Linked DNA regions of Pan troglodytes: region 1 is linked to region 2. Evidence: chromatin contacts called from public HiChIP or PLAC-seq data. All regions are on one chromosome and are shown on one strand. Each heading gives the region's core, a stretch centred on a gene start, on an enhancer-like site or on the middle of the called end of the contact. The rest is flanking DNA. Distances are from core to core; before and after follow the strand shown. Region 1 holds the start of PPM1J (protein phosphatase, Mg2+/Mn2+ dependent 1J). Region 2 holds the start of SLC16A1 (solute carrier family 16 member 1).

Region 1 (6,452 bases), core at 2,962-5,461, 230 kb after region 2:
ACAGCTGGACATAGAAGCTTCTGGGATGTGTTTTTCGACTTCCATGCTCCTGCCTCAATTTCCTAGCCTATTTTTCCTAAATCCCAATCCAGGGGTTTAGTGAGGCTGAGTTAGCAGCCTGCATTACAAGGGTTTGAGGATGTGAACCACAAGAATCTTCAACCTTTCTTCACCTTCTCTCCCCACAAACCCCCCTAACGCCTACTCATTCCTCCACATTCTGAGCCCCCACACCTGGGACCTACCTGGTCCACGGTGGTGCCCACTGGTTCGATCTGCTGCCCTGAAGTCTTCCTTGCCACTGAGCCAGGGACCAGCACTCCGAAAGACAGACTTTGGGAGGGAGCGGCCAGCTTGGGTGCTGTCTAGTCCGGAGACCTGTCCCCTTCACCAAGTTGCTGCGCCCCCGGGACAGCGGGGTTCTGGTCAGGTTGGCATCATCCGCAGGGCGGGCCGGGCTCTGGGCACAGGGGAGCTCTGGGCCCGGCCCCGCCAGCTCTGCAGAACTCAGCCGGGTTTTTTCCAAGGTTCCTGCCGGCAGGCCGGGGAGCGCGCAGCCGCCGCAGCAACCGCCGCCTCGCCCCGGGCTACCCCCGCTCCTCCAGCCCCGCGTGGGCGCCGCCGCCTCCTTCGGGACAGTGCCAGGCGCTCGGCTGAACGGATGGGCACAGCCGAGACGCAGCGGCCCCTGGCGGCCGAGGGCAAGAGGAAGGGAGAGAGGACATCCGGCCCCCGCAGGTTCAGTGAGGATGGACACCTCCGTGGTGGCAACTCAGAGGAGGTCCCTCAAAACCCTGAAGGTCTTGTGGCCCCCAGTGCCCTGGCTCAGGGGAGGTGGAGGTGCTGGGGGGAAAGGAGCTGGGAGTGACGAGTGATTGACTAGACCCTCAGGGTTTTTGAGCTTTGAAGATTGCAGAACTGCATTGTCCAATACGGTAGCCACTAGTGGCATGTTGATATTTAAATTTAAATCTAAATTAATTAAACAAAACTTAAAATTCAGTTCCTCATTAGTAGGCACCATATTTCAAATGCTCAATAGCCACACGAAGATAGGGACTGCTGTATTGGACAGAGCAGATGTAGAACATTCCCGTCAGTGCACAAAGTTCTGTTCAGCAGCACTCTTCTAGAATGATATTTAGGAGGGAATAGTAAATGTCTCTTCCTCTCCCAGGAGTGGTGCTCTCAGGGGCTGGGAGGGCTAGAGGAAGTATGAGGGTGTGGGCATTAGGCAGGAGGACAGTAGTAGGCTACGAATGGTCCCTATGGAAGTTAAGTGTGAATACCAACATGGGAACCAAATTCTGAGACCTAGTTTCTTGTTTCTCTTTCTTTCTTCCTTCCTTCCTTCTCTTTCTTTCATTCTTTTTCTTTTCTTTTTTATTTATTTATTTTTTGGGGACAGGATCTCATCACTCTGTCACCCAGATCTTGGTTCATTGTAATCTCCACCTCCTGGGATCAAATGATCCTCCCATGTCAGCCACCTGAGTAGCTGGGACTATAGGGGTAGTCTGTAGTGCACTACCAAGCCAGGGTTAATTTTCTGTATTTTTTGTAGAGACAGGGTTTTGCTATGTTGCCCAAGCTGGTCTTGAACTCCTGGACTCAACTGATCCATCCACCATGGCCTCTCAAAGTGCTGGGATTACAGGTGTGAGCCGCCACTCCTGGCCTGAGACCCAGTTTCTTTATCAGAAAAATTGTAATGTAATTAATTGCAACTGAATAATTCTTTACAGAGATCTGTTTTGGATGCGAATGTATTAGACAAATGAGAGGAAGTGGTGTTCTGTGAATTTGAAGGGACTTTCCTCTTAGTTTAAGAGGCCTTTGGGTTTAGGGTGATGTGAAGGGGAGAGACAAGGCAGAAGATGACCAGTTCTGGGCCCTGAGCCACCACTGTGGCCTGAGATAAAGGGGCCTGTCTTGAGGCTGTCCAGTCCCCCTCCTTGGCTCAAGCTTCACACTCCCCCAGCAGGGCCAGCCACTAAGCAGAGTCTCACTCTTCACAGAGAAAAACATCCCACAAGTCTGCTTCTTCATACCCCACCCCCTTTTCTCTCTCACTTTCCGCTGCCTCAGGGATGAGTAGAGGTGATGACCTCACCAGGTTCTGGGGCAGTCTGAGGATGGAGGAGGCATAATGGTGCCAGGAATAGGAGGTGAGAGGTTCAGGGAGGAGGAGCCTTAGGATTAGGCCATGGCTGGGGGCTGTTCTGGAGCCCCAGGGAGCTGTTATCCTCCCTGCTGATCATCTGGTGCTGGGGCTGGGGGGGGTCTCTTGGCTTAGCTTTGCGGACAGCTTGCAGCCACACCATGGTGGGTGCTAGAAAGGGCAGGGAATAGGGAGCTGGGTGACACGAAGAAGTGGTAAGTAAACTGCCCCAGAAACACTGAATAATAAAAACAACCAGGAGTTATATTTGTTTCTTCAGTTGCTGGCTTGCTGCTGCTGTTATTTATCTGAGAGTTGGTTCCAGTTTTTCTCAAATAGCAGGGGAAAACCTATAGAAGCAGCCTGTTCTTTGTCCCCGTCTTCTTTTGCTGCTCTATTTGCCTTGGGGTCTGTTTTTTTTCTCTCCTGTGACTTCTTTTCCTCTGTCTCTCTCTGCCTAAAGCTCAGGTGTAACAAAGCAGGCATAGTAAGTCTACCAAACTGAATGACCACTGTGGGATCTTTATTTGGAAGCTGCCAAGAAAGTCATCCCTTCTGGGGACACAGTTTAGCCTGGGGAACAAAGTGGTATGTGGTCAGGAAGCACCTGGCCGACAGAGCCCAGAAAAGTTCCAGCCGTGAACTGGGTGCCGTAGTCCCTGATGGCTACCTCCAACTTGCTTGAGGGCCACAACGGCCTTGTCCCCATTTGAGATGTGTGGATGGGTGGTGTCTGTGGATACCTAGCGATCAACTTTCTGATAGGAGGTTTAGAGACAGAGCTCTTGTGGCATCAGGTCAGTACCACCCTCTCCCAGAGGGGAGAAGTTAGGAAGAACGGGCAGCCAACCAGGCATTGGGCTCTGTCCTGGTCTTCCAGTGAGTGAGCTTTTACTCTTCTTAGGCAAGGGCTTAGCCTGGCCTCTGTCTCTCCCTGGCGGTAGACACAGAACTTGCTCAGCATTCCCGGACTGCTCTCAGCCCTGGCCCTAAGAGAAGGATGGGAGGGGAGGAACCCCCACTCCTCTCTCTGCCATTGATCTCCTTTCTAGCCCTTCCTCCCTGATCCGGAGAAGTAAGCTTGGTTCTTAAGACAGAGCAGGTTTGAATGTCAGGAGGCCGACATAGGTGTGAATCTTTCACTTGACCGTGTGACCTCTTGGGGCAAGTCACGGTAAAATGACAGGAAGCGTCCAGTCCTGCCTCATCCGTGAAACTGATAGAAAAAAAACCATCTTGAAGGATTGGTGTGCAGTATAAATAACCTAATACTGTATGGAACGTGCTTTGTAAAGGGTCTAGTATGCAGTACTTCTTCAATAAATAGTATTTGTTATGTTGTTATTATCCTATTAATAGCTTGTCCTGCTGTGGTCAGGGAAGGTCTACATTGTGGGAAAGACCTGGGTTCTGAGAGAGAAAGGAGGGTGGGAGTAGCAACCGCTCTACCAGATCTAGAGGTGGTCTTCATGGGGAACAGCGCATCAGGAGCCCAGGAATCTACCCCGGCTCCTGATTCCGGGGTGGTCGGCTGCAGCCTGCGTCATTAATCCCGCAACCCCACCCGGTACCAGCTCGCCCGCTCTCGCTCCAGCAGCCCCATCCAGAGGTGGTGTCACACCTGGCGCCTCATACCCAGCGGCTCCCAAGCGCCTGTTTTGCTCTGAGGTCATTAGCTCCATTGGCTCTCTGGGCTGGCTGGCCACACCGAACCGAGAGCGAGGAGACCGCACCCCCTTGTCCCTCAGCCCCCGTCACAATGGAGACATTCTAGCTGTGTCTAATCTAGCGCACGGCTGAAATAAGGTTTCCTTCTCTCCGCCCCCTTCCCACAGCAACAGAACCTACCCCTAAGAAACGGAGGCGGGGCCAAGCCGGAATGGGGCGGGGCAGAGGCCGGGGGCCCGTGGGCCGGTTCCTGGGGTGGCCCAGAGCAAGGGCAAGTTTCGCCCGGGACCCGCCCAGCTGGCCGGGAGCCAGTAGCAGGGAAGGGCCGGCTGGCGCGAGCACCGCCCACGCGGAGCCCTGGGGGCGGGGCCTGGGCGGGGGCGGGGCCGCGGCCGAGGGCGGGGCAGGGAGGCAGCATGCTAAACCGGGTGCGCTCGGCCGTGGCGCACCTGGTGAGCTCCGGGGGCGCTCCGCCTCCGCGCCCCAAATCCCCGGACCTGCCCAACGCCGCCTCGGCGCCGCCCGCCGCCGCTCCAGAAGCGCCCAGGAGCCCTCCCGCGAAGGCTGGGAGCGGGAGCGCGACGCCCGCGAAGGCTGTTGAGGCTCGAGCGAGCTTCTCCAGACCGACCTTTCTGCAGCTGAGCCCCGGGGGGCTGCGACGCGCCGATGACCACGCGGGCCGGGCTGTGCAAAGCCCCCCGGACACGGGCCGCCGCCTGCCCTGGAGCACAGGCTACGCCGAGTGAGCGCCCCCTGGGGCACCCAAACCAGGATAGGGCTCCCACCCCTCTCCCCAGCTCCGCATCCCCGGCGCTAGGACGCGTTCCCCACGCCGCGTCCGGGCCAGGAGCTCCCTTTTCCGTGGACCTTTGCTATCCTCTGGTCTTCGGGCCGCACACCCTCCCAACCCACTTTCCAGTGGGGCGCAGCCTGTGTCACCTTCTTCAGGTCCTTCCCGCTCATTGACTGCCCTCGCCCACGCCGCCTCAGGACCCTGTTCTGCCCCAGAGCCCGGAGGGCGGAGAGCCCCGCGAAGGATGAGTTGGCCAGTTCCCAGTCGCGGCCCGGCAGCTTAAAGGCTAAGGGAAAAGGGGTTTCACGAAGGAGCGGGGTTCTTTTTAATAGGGGACATAGCGGTTGGGAAGACTCGCTCACCCGCTTCCCGGCTCCAGCGCCCCAGTTCCCTGTCCCTCTTACCGTAGTTCCCCTCCCCCTCCACACCCAGAAATAGCCCGCGACACCAGGAGGCCGCCAGCTTCCCCAGGAGCGGGGAGGGGGACGCCCGGGGTAGAGGAGGGTCCCATTTAGATGCCCTTCAGCCTGCCAACTCGTGCTGGCCTGGCAAAGAAGCGGACCCCCTGCCCGGAGCGGCCGGCTGGCCCCCGGGCTGTGTGTATTTTAAATGCATCTGCCGGGAACGCAGAGCACCGAGGGAGATGGGGGCGCTCAGTTCGCTGAGGAAGGTGGCTGGTGGCCCATGGACCCACCACCACCTCCCTTAGCCTCCTGTGTGGGAGGAGTTTATGGGTATGTGGCTCCTGCCCAGTCCAGGTGGGCTTTCACTTCTACTCTATTTCAATTCCTCTTTCCCGATCTGGGCTGGAGAACTTCCTCATTGTTAAGGCAGCAGAAACTTTCGCTGGATGGTTTTAGGATAAGGGTGGGTGTGCCCATGAGGATGAGGTGCTGGGGACAAGGCACTGGGAGAGTTGATAGTGGTTGAGGGTGGGATGTAGGGTCTAGCTAGCAGGGAAGTAAAACTTCTGCTACCATCTAGCCCCTCCCCCAGAAGCACCACTAGGAATGCCTTTTTCTTTTTTCTTTTTTTTTGCCAGGGATGGGGGAAGTGAGGCAGGCAGGGGACATAGCGGTTGGCCAGAAGCTCCTGCTGGCCTTTCTGTGAAGTGGTAGGGCTGGCCACCCAAACAGTACTCCTTACACCTTGCCAGCCCTCCCTTCTCCTCCTCCCTCTGGCCTGGATCCCAGGTGGCTGTGACCTTTCTCAGCTTGGCCAGCGGGCGCAGGAGACGGTGTGTGTCTAAGGTGGGGGTTATTCCAGGACCTGGTCTGGTGTCCAACCTGATGTGGTCATTCTGGCCTGGCAGGGTCATCAATGCTGGCAAGAGTCGGCACAATGAGGACCAGGCTTGCTGTGAAGTGGTGTATGTGGAAGGTCGGAGGAGTGTTACAGGAGTACCTAGGGAGCCTAGCCGAGGCCAGGTAAGACCCATCCCCTTTCCCAGAGACACAGTGACACCTCTCCCCAGGGACTCAGGCCTCTGGTTTTAAATCTGAGCCATGCGGAAGACCTGATGAACTCACTGGCTATCTACCTTCTGGCACAGAACCTTTACCTGGTATTCATCAGTTAGATTCTACCATGTAAGCATGAATGTTACTTTCCCACCTAAAATGTAGAGGCTCACATATTTATGGATGATTTAATTGCCAGTGCTGAGTTTTGGATCTGTTACCCTCTGAGTTTGGGTTTTTGAGCCTTTCTTTTCTCTTGACACATACGAAGCCTTATGTGAATAAACCTAATTTGCCTTCAGTAGCAAACACTGACCTCTCAGATGTTTGTATGGATGCCCAGAGTCTTGTTATTCACCTTGCATAACAC
Region 2 (5,857 bases), core at 30-2,529:
CTCTCAGGACCTGATCCTCCAATCTCTACTCTTCTTCAATCTCAGGTTCTTCATTTGCAAAACAGAAACCATAAGGCCTACCTCCCAGGGTTGCTGTGAGAATTGAGGGGGAGGGTAAGTGAGGGGGTGAGTCCTGGAAGGGAGGAAGACACGAGGGGAAGGGCAGGGTCCTGGCAAGCAGCAAGTGCTCAACAGATGTTGGTTAATTTGTGCCTAAGTCTCCCCCAAAAACTTGCAAGCTCTTTGAAGGCAGGGGCCTTGCCTCATATTTTTCGGTATTTCTCAAAAGTCCTAGACATCAAAAACACCCCATGGTTATTTGATCACTTCAACACACACACGTTGGTTATGCGGTCACAGCGGCTATTATGTTAAAAACAGGCTCTGGAGTGTGACTTCAAATGCTGGCCGCTGACAAGCTGGACCGTCTGGAAAGTTACTTCACCTCTCTGAGCCTCGGGTGCCTTATTTACAAAATGTTCATGGCAGTGCCCACTTCACAGGGCTGAGGATTACAGAGGATAATCCGGGTGAGGCGCATCAGCCCCAGCGCCGCCTGCCACAATTCTATCCGGCCCCACATATGCATCGTCCATAAGCGTCCGGCCCCTGCATTCTCGCTTTTCCACGTGGCCGAGGTGCACACCCCAACCCACTGGGCCAGTCTCCCCACCCTCTTACCTGCTCTTCTTTCCCGACTCGTCTTTAATACCCACCAGGAGCCAATCGCCGCGGGCCTGGCTCTATGGTGGCAAGTTGCATGGGTTCTCCCATCAGGACCTCCCGATGAGCCTACGAGGTCGGTTCTACTACTGTCGCCACTTCAAAGGGAGGAAACAGGCCCGGAGGGTTGGGGAACTTCCCGAGGTCACTGAACTGGTGTCAGGCCCGGATTGGAATCCAAACACATCCCAGCCCATGCCCGGCTCTACAGCGCCGGCCCCCAGCGTCTTCCCGGGTGCCAGCGGCACCCGCATCCATTCAAATGCTGCCCAGTCCCCGCTCCTCAGTCGCTTCCCGCTACTCCACACGCGCATCTCCCCCACCCGTCAGGGTCAGGCCTCTTGGTGACTTTTCCTTTTTCTCTGGCAGAAACTGAGGGGTGAGACCGATGGTTGTGTCCCGAACGAGGGCAGATTGCCTAGAGCTCGTCAGACAGGGACCCAAGGGCGAGTCTGGCAGGGTGTGGTAGCTCCGCGCCGCTCAGAAGAGGCGCAGCGCGCGGGTCGGACTGGGACGCCGGTCACGTGGCGGGGAGGGGGCGCCGGCGCGCGCGGGCGAGCTAGAGGGCGCGCGCGGCTGAAAGCGTGTGGAGGCGCGGGCTGCAGTTCGGATGTCTGTGTGGCGGGGAGGGGGCGGCGGCCGGGAGAGACGACTCCGCCCCCTGCGCGCATGCTCGGGCCCCGGCGGGTTATAAGGCAGCCTCGCTGGCCCGGCCAGACAAAGTGGTGAGCTGCGACGTGACTGGCTAGCTGCGTGGATACTGGAACAAGCAAACGAGGCAGCGAGCGAAGGACGGGAGCCGGACCCTGGGCCCCGTGGAACTCCAGCCTGCGCCACCACCTCACGCACACGCTCGGCGCTGCGATCCGCGCATATAACGGTTAGTTGGGTAACAGCCGGCGGCACGCGGCGCGGACCCCACGGTGCCCTCGCTGCCCTGGTGGGGTCGGAGGGGACCTCCGGGATTGGGAGACTTTGTCTCCGGCGGAGGGAGGCGGCCCAGCAGAGGGCATCGTGGTCACAGGCAGCCGCGTGGCCTCGGACTGCAGTGCTGGTGAAGGAGACCTTGAGGCGCTGGGGTCAGCGCCTCTCTTAGCCGAGCCGCGGGCCCCGTGCTAAGATGCCGGTGCCTGGCCTGGCCGAGGAGTTGGGTCGTGGTGCCCGGTGACGGTAGGGAAGTCCCTTCCCCTCTAAGTCTTCAATAGGCTCCTCGAGAGATGCTTTGATCTGGAAAAGGGATAACATGAGGCTGCTGCATGTGGTACTCCAGACTCTCCTGGCCGCTTCTGCCCCAAGGGAAGGGACTCGGGGCAGAAGTTATTTATGATTCGTGACATTGTCCGCCCCAACCTTCTTGGCCCGCCGATCCTTGCCCCACCTGGTGACTTGGGAGAGTGATGCGGAGAGCCGCATTCCCCACAGCCAAGGCGTGAATGCAGGGTTCGAGTAGACTTTGCGGAGGGGACGGGGCAGCCCGCAGACTCCTGGGAGTGGTGCTGACGGGGCTCTTTGTCATTCAACCTGTGGCTGCCAGCGTCCGCCGCAGCGCTCTTCTACTCATGGACTTAAGGCGGCCCTGTTGAGAGAAATCTGGAGGATAGCGTTACACTTGGTCCGATGCAAGTTTTTTGTTCCAAGTACGTCTTTTTTTTTTTTCCAGCATGCGTTTTAACATTTTATTACTTTGTCATGACATATTTGATGGAACAAGCAGTTGCCAAAACTAGTTTGTAATTAATCTAAACCAGGAGACAAACTTGTTACTACTTTAGTCTTTCCTTGGGTTTCCAGTGGCTGATTAGAAACTGGGCTGCTACTGATAACAGTAAAATGTTTACACGCTACTTTATTTACTGTAACTTACTATAACTTGTTTTGAATTTTTTTTTCAAAAATTACTCTGGTTTCAACAATTTTTTTATCCCAACCACCAGCCCAGTGAGGTGATGCAAAGACTATGTATCTTCAGTTTTTTAGTTAGGTGTTAAATAGTACCCATAAATTCAAGTCTTACACCCTGGGGCACGACTTTGCCTTCAGATTGCCATAGAAATGACCAACAATTCAAGATATTTAGCACTTAAAACACGTGGTAAGATTTATTATTTACACAGAAGTTGAATATATTTCAGTAATTCATTTTGAGCTTAGGTAGATGCTGTTGTTTCATCAGATTGCAGTTACCATTGTTAAATATGCAAGTTAATGATCTGAGGAGCATTTTGTAAGATTTTTATAGCTGAATAGATTTGAAGGTTTAGTTGTAAGCTTAACGGGATATACTGTAATGTCCTTAAACAGATTAAAAAGGAAAAAAGTCATATCACTATAGGATGAAAGCAAATGATTAGCGTTTCACTAGTTTACATGTTTTAGCCTTTAAATATTAGGGCATATATTAGCCCTGGAAAGGATCCTAATGACCAGCTGATCAGGATCCCTTGTTTTACACATAAGGAAACTGGGGCTGGAGGGATTAAGTGATCTAACATCTTAGGTCTGAAAACTTGTTATGGTTTGGTGGGAACTATGTGTGTCTTTGGACTCATTTTTGTTAGATTGGCACTCCTGATTTTTCTTTAGATTGTAAATTTGGATACAAATTATCTCAGCCTGAAAATAGATTTCTCAGCTCCTTATGTTCTGCATTCCCATCGTGTTTTCAATTCACTTTATAATGCTCACTCCTATGCAAGATTAAGATCTCTGCGTAAATGCCTACATAGCTGTCTTGTTTTTGTTGCAGTTGAGGACTAGGAAGATGGAACTCGGGTATGAGGAAAACAGTCCAGATTGTTGTGAATTTTATATGTTCAGCAATTTGTTATTGGCTACCAGGCACCATGAGAGACTTAGGATTCAGCAGTGAACAAATTTTACCACTTGCCCTCCTAGAGTTATAGTCTAGCTGGAAAACAGATAAATATATAATTGTCACAGCAAATACTCTTTACAAACAAGTAGGTACTGTTATAATAGGGTAGGTACAGGTTCCTGTAGGAACAAATACTGTATTGTGTAGATGTGAGAAGACACCCAACTTAGTATAGAAGCAATTTGGCTAGACCTCTCTGAGGAAATACTGTTTAACCTGAGACTTGAAGGATGAAAGAGCTAGCCAGGCAAGGCAGTGATGATGGGTGGAAAGAACATTCCAGGCATGAACACTGAAGCTACACTCAAGAGTACAGGGTGTAATGCAAGAGCTGAAAGAATTTTACCAAAGCTAAAGCATAAAAAAGTCAAAGAGAATGGGAAGAGATAGAAGTTGAAGAGATAGACAGTATGCGAAAATGGAGAGCCTTGTAAGCCATTTTAAGGAATCAAGGAGGGTAAAAAAATTAAAGGGATTTTTAAGGGATAAAGGAGGGTAAAAAAATTTTAAAGGAGCGCTCTTGTCTTGAAGCTGATTGAAAGCAGTTGAAGGATTTTCAAGCTGGTGGCTCACGCCTGTAATCCCAACACTTTGGGAGGCCGAGGCGGGTGGATCACTTGAGGTCAGGAGTTCAAGACCAGCCTGGCCAACATGGTGAAACCCTGTCTCTATTAAAAATACAAAAAATTAGCCAGGCATGGTGGCATGCTTCTGTAATCCCAGCTACTTGGGAGGCTGATACAGGAGAACAGCTTGAACCCAGGAGGTGGAGGCTGCAATGAAAACTGAGATCACACCACTGCACTTCAGCTCAGCTCAGGCGACAGAGCAAGACTCTGTTTCAAAAAAAAAAAAAAAAGGATTTTCAGTGGGGCTGGGGATAACCTGATTGGATTTTGTGTTTTAGGAACATCACTTTGGATGCAATATGGAGAACAGGCTGAAAGGAGGCTGTTGGAGTGGTGTGAGACCACAGTGATGGACAAGACAGGATTTGGTAGAGAAACAGACAGGATTTGGTGGAGGATTTGGTGGAGACCAGATGTGGGAGACTGGGAAAGTCAAAGACGTTAAGGATATAACCCAGGTTTCTGGCTTGAACAAATACGAGTTTATTAGGTGGTATTTGTTTGTCTCCATTTAACCAATAGGGACACTAAGAAGTTGTGTGACTAGACCAGGGCTGCTCAGCTTGTAAGGCTTGGAGACAAAATTCAAACTGTTGTTTTCAGTTTTTGTTGGCAACCCCTGAGAATGGTGTTTTTCTTTTTTCCCTTTTGAACAGTTAAGTATGGAAAATTTCAAAACACAAAGAGTTGAGCGACACGATTTATCTCTTCCCCTATCTACTTTCCCCAGACCCTACTGGATTACTGTGAAGCAAATTCTACAAATGATTTCATTTGTTTTATTTCAATATAGATATCTGAAAGATAACTCTTGAGAAAGTCATAACCACAATGCCATTACCCTACCTTTAAAAATTAACATCGCCAAATATCCAGTCAGTATTCAAATATTCCTCAGTTGTTTTTAAATAATTGGTTGGTTTGATTTGGGGTCCAAACAAGGTAACATATTACATTTGTTTGGGATGTCTCTTAAACTTTTTAATCTATAGGTTCCCTCATCTTAATTATTTTCCTCGTAATGTATTTTCCTTGTACGATTGGTGCAAATGTCATTGTGGTTTTTGCCATTACTTTCAATGGCAATTGAAAAACCGCAATTATGTTTGCACCAACCTAATATTTGTTGAAGGAACCAGGCCATTTTTCCTCCGGTTTCTCTCATCCTAGATGTTGATGAATGTGTCCCTCAGGTATAGATTTAACATGTCCTAGTTTAATGTGTCCCTCTATCCTTTGTATTTCTTGTAAATTGGTAGCTAGATTGAAGACTGAACAAATTTAGTTCAGGTTTGATTTCCGAGTGGGAGTGTGGGGGGAGAGGATAAGTATAATTCCTAGATATTGGTGTGTACTTCCTTCAGGAGGCATATATTTGGTTATCCCTCTTTGTACTACACTAATAGCCTGTTTTCATTATTTCACTAGTGGTTTGCAAGTGGAAATAATTATGCCTTTAATTCTACCATTTATTTTTAATGTAACTAGAATGCCTCTATAAAGAGAGGTACAGTTTGAATAGGAAGGACAAGTTAAAGTTTATGTTTTAATACAATATGCTATGTTATTGAGACACTGTCGTTTTCTGGAAATGTATTTAAATGTATTGAGGTATATCCTCTTAAAAGGC

What was found. HiChIP or PLAC-seq counts read pairs in DNA pulled down with a chosen protein or histone mark.
Region 1: an H3K4me3 HiChIP or PLAC-seq map of stem cell-derived excitatory neurons shows a contact between it and region 2, with 7 times the contacts expected there. The contact joins the promoter of PPM1J here to the promoter of SLC16A1 in region 2. A contact is called at or near these places in 2 of 7 Hi-C or Micro-C datasets (induced pluripotent stem cells and stem cell-derived neural progenitor cells) and 1 of 1 datasets of contacts at active chromatin or transcription factors (stem cell-derived excitatory neurons).

The regions. Positions count from the first base shown.
Region 1 is chr1:118,472,835-118,479,286 of NHGRI_mPanTro3-v2.0_pri, forward strand. It overlaps PPM1J (protein phosphatase, Mg2+/Mn2+ dependent 1J), which reads left to right and starts at 4,212. Exons shown (of 10, transcript XM_009429244.4): 1 at 4,212-4,571; 2 at 5,935-6,049. The coding sequence starts at 4,246. TAFA3 (TAFA chemokine like family member 3) reads right to left here and starts at 640. Exons shown (of 6, transcript XM_001155198.5): 1 at 246-640.
Region 2 is chr1:118,243,182-118,249,038 of NHGRI_mPanTro3-v2.0_pri, forward strand. SLC16A1 (solute carrier family 16 member 1) reads left to right here and starts at 1,280. Exons shown (of 5, transcript NM_001280273.1): 1 at 1,280-1,603. It overlaps LOC104002302 (a long non-coding RNA gene), which reads right to left and starts at 1,072. Exons shown (of 6, transcript XR_010159082.1): 1 at 682-1,072.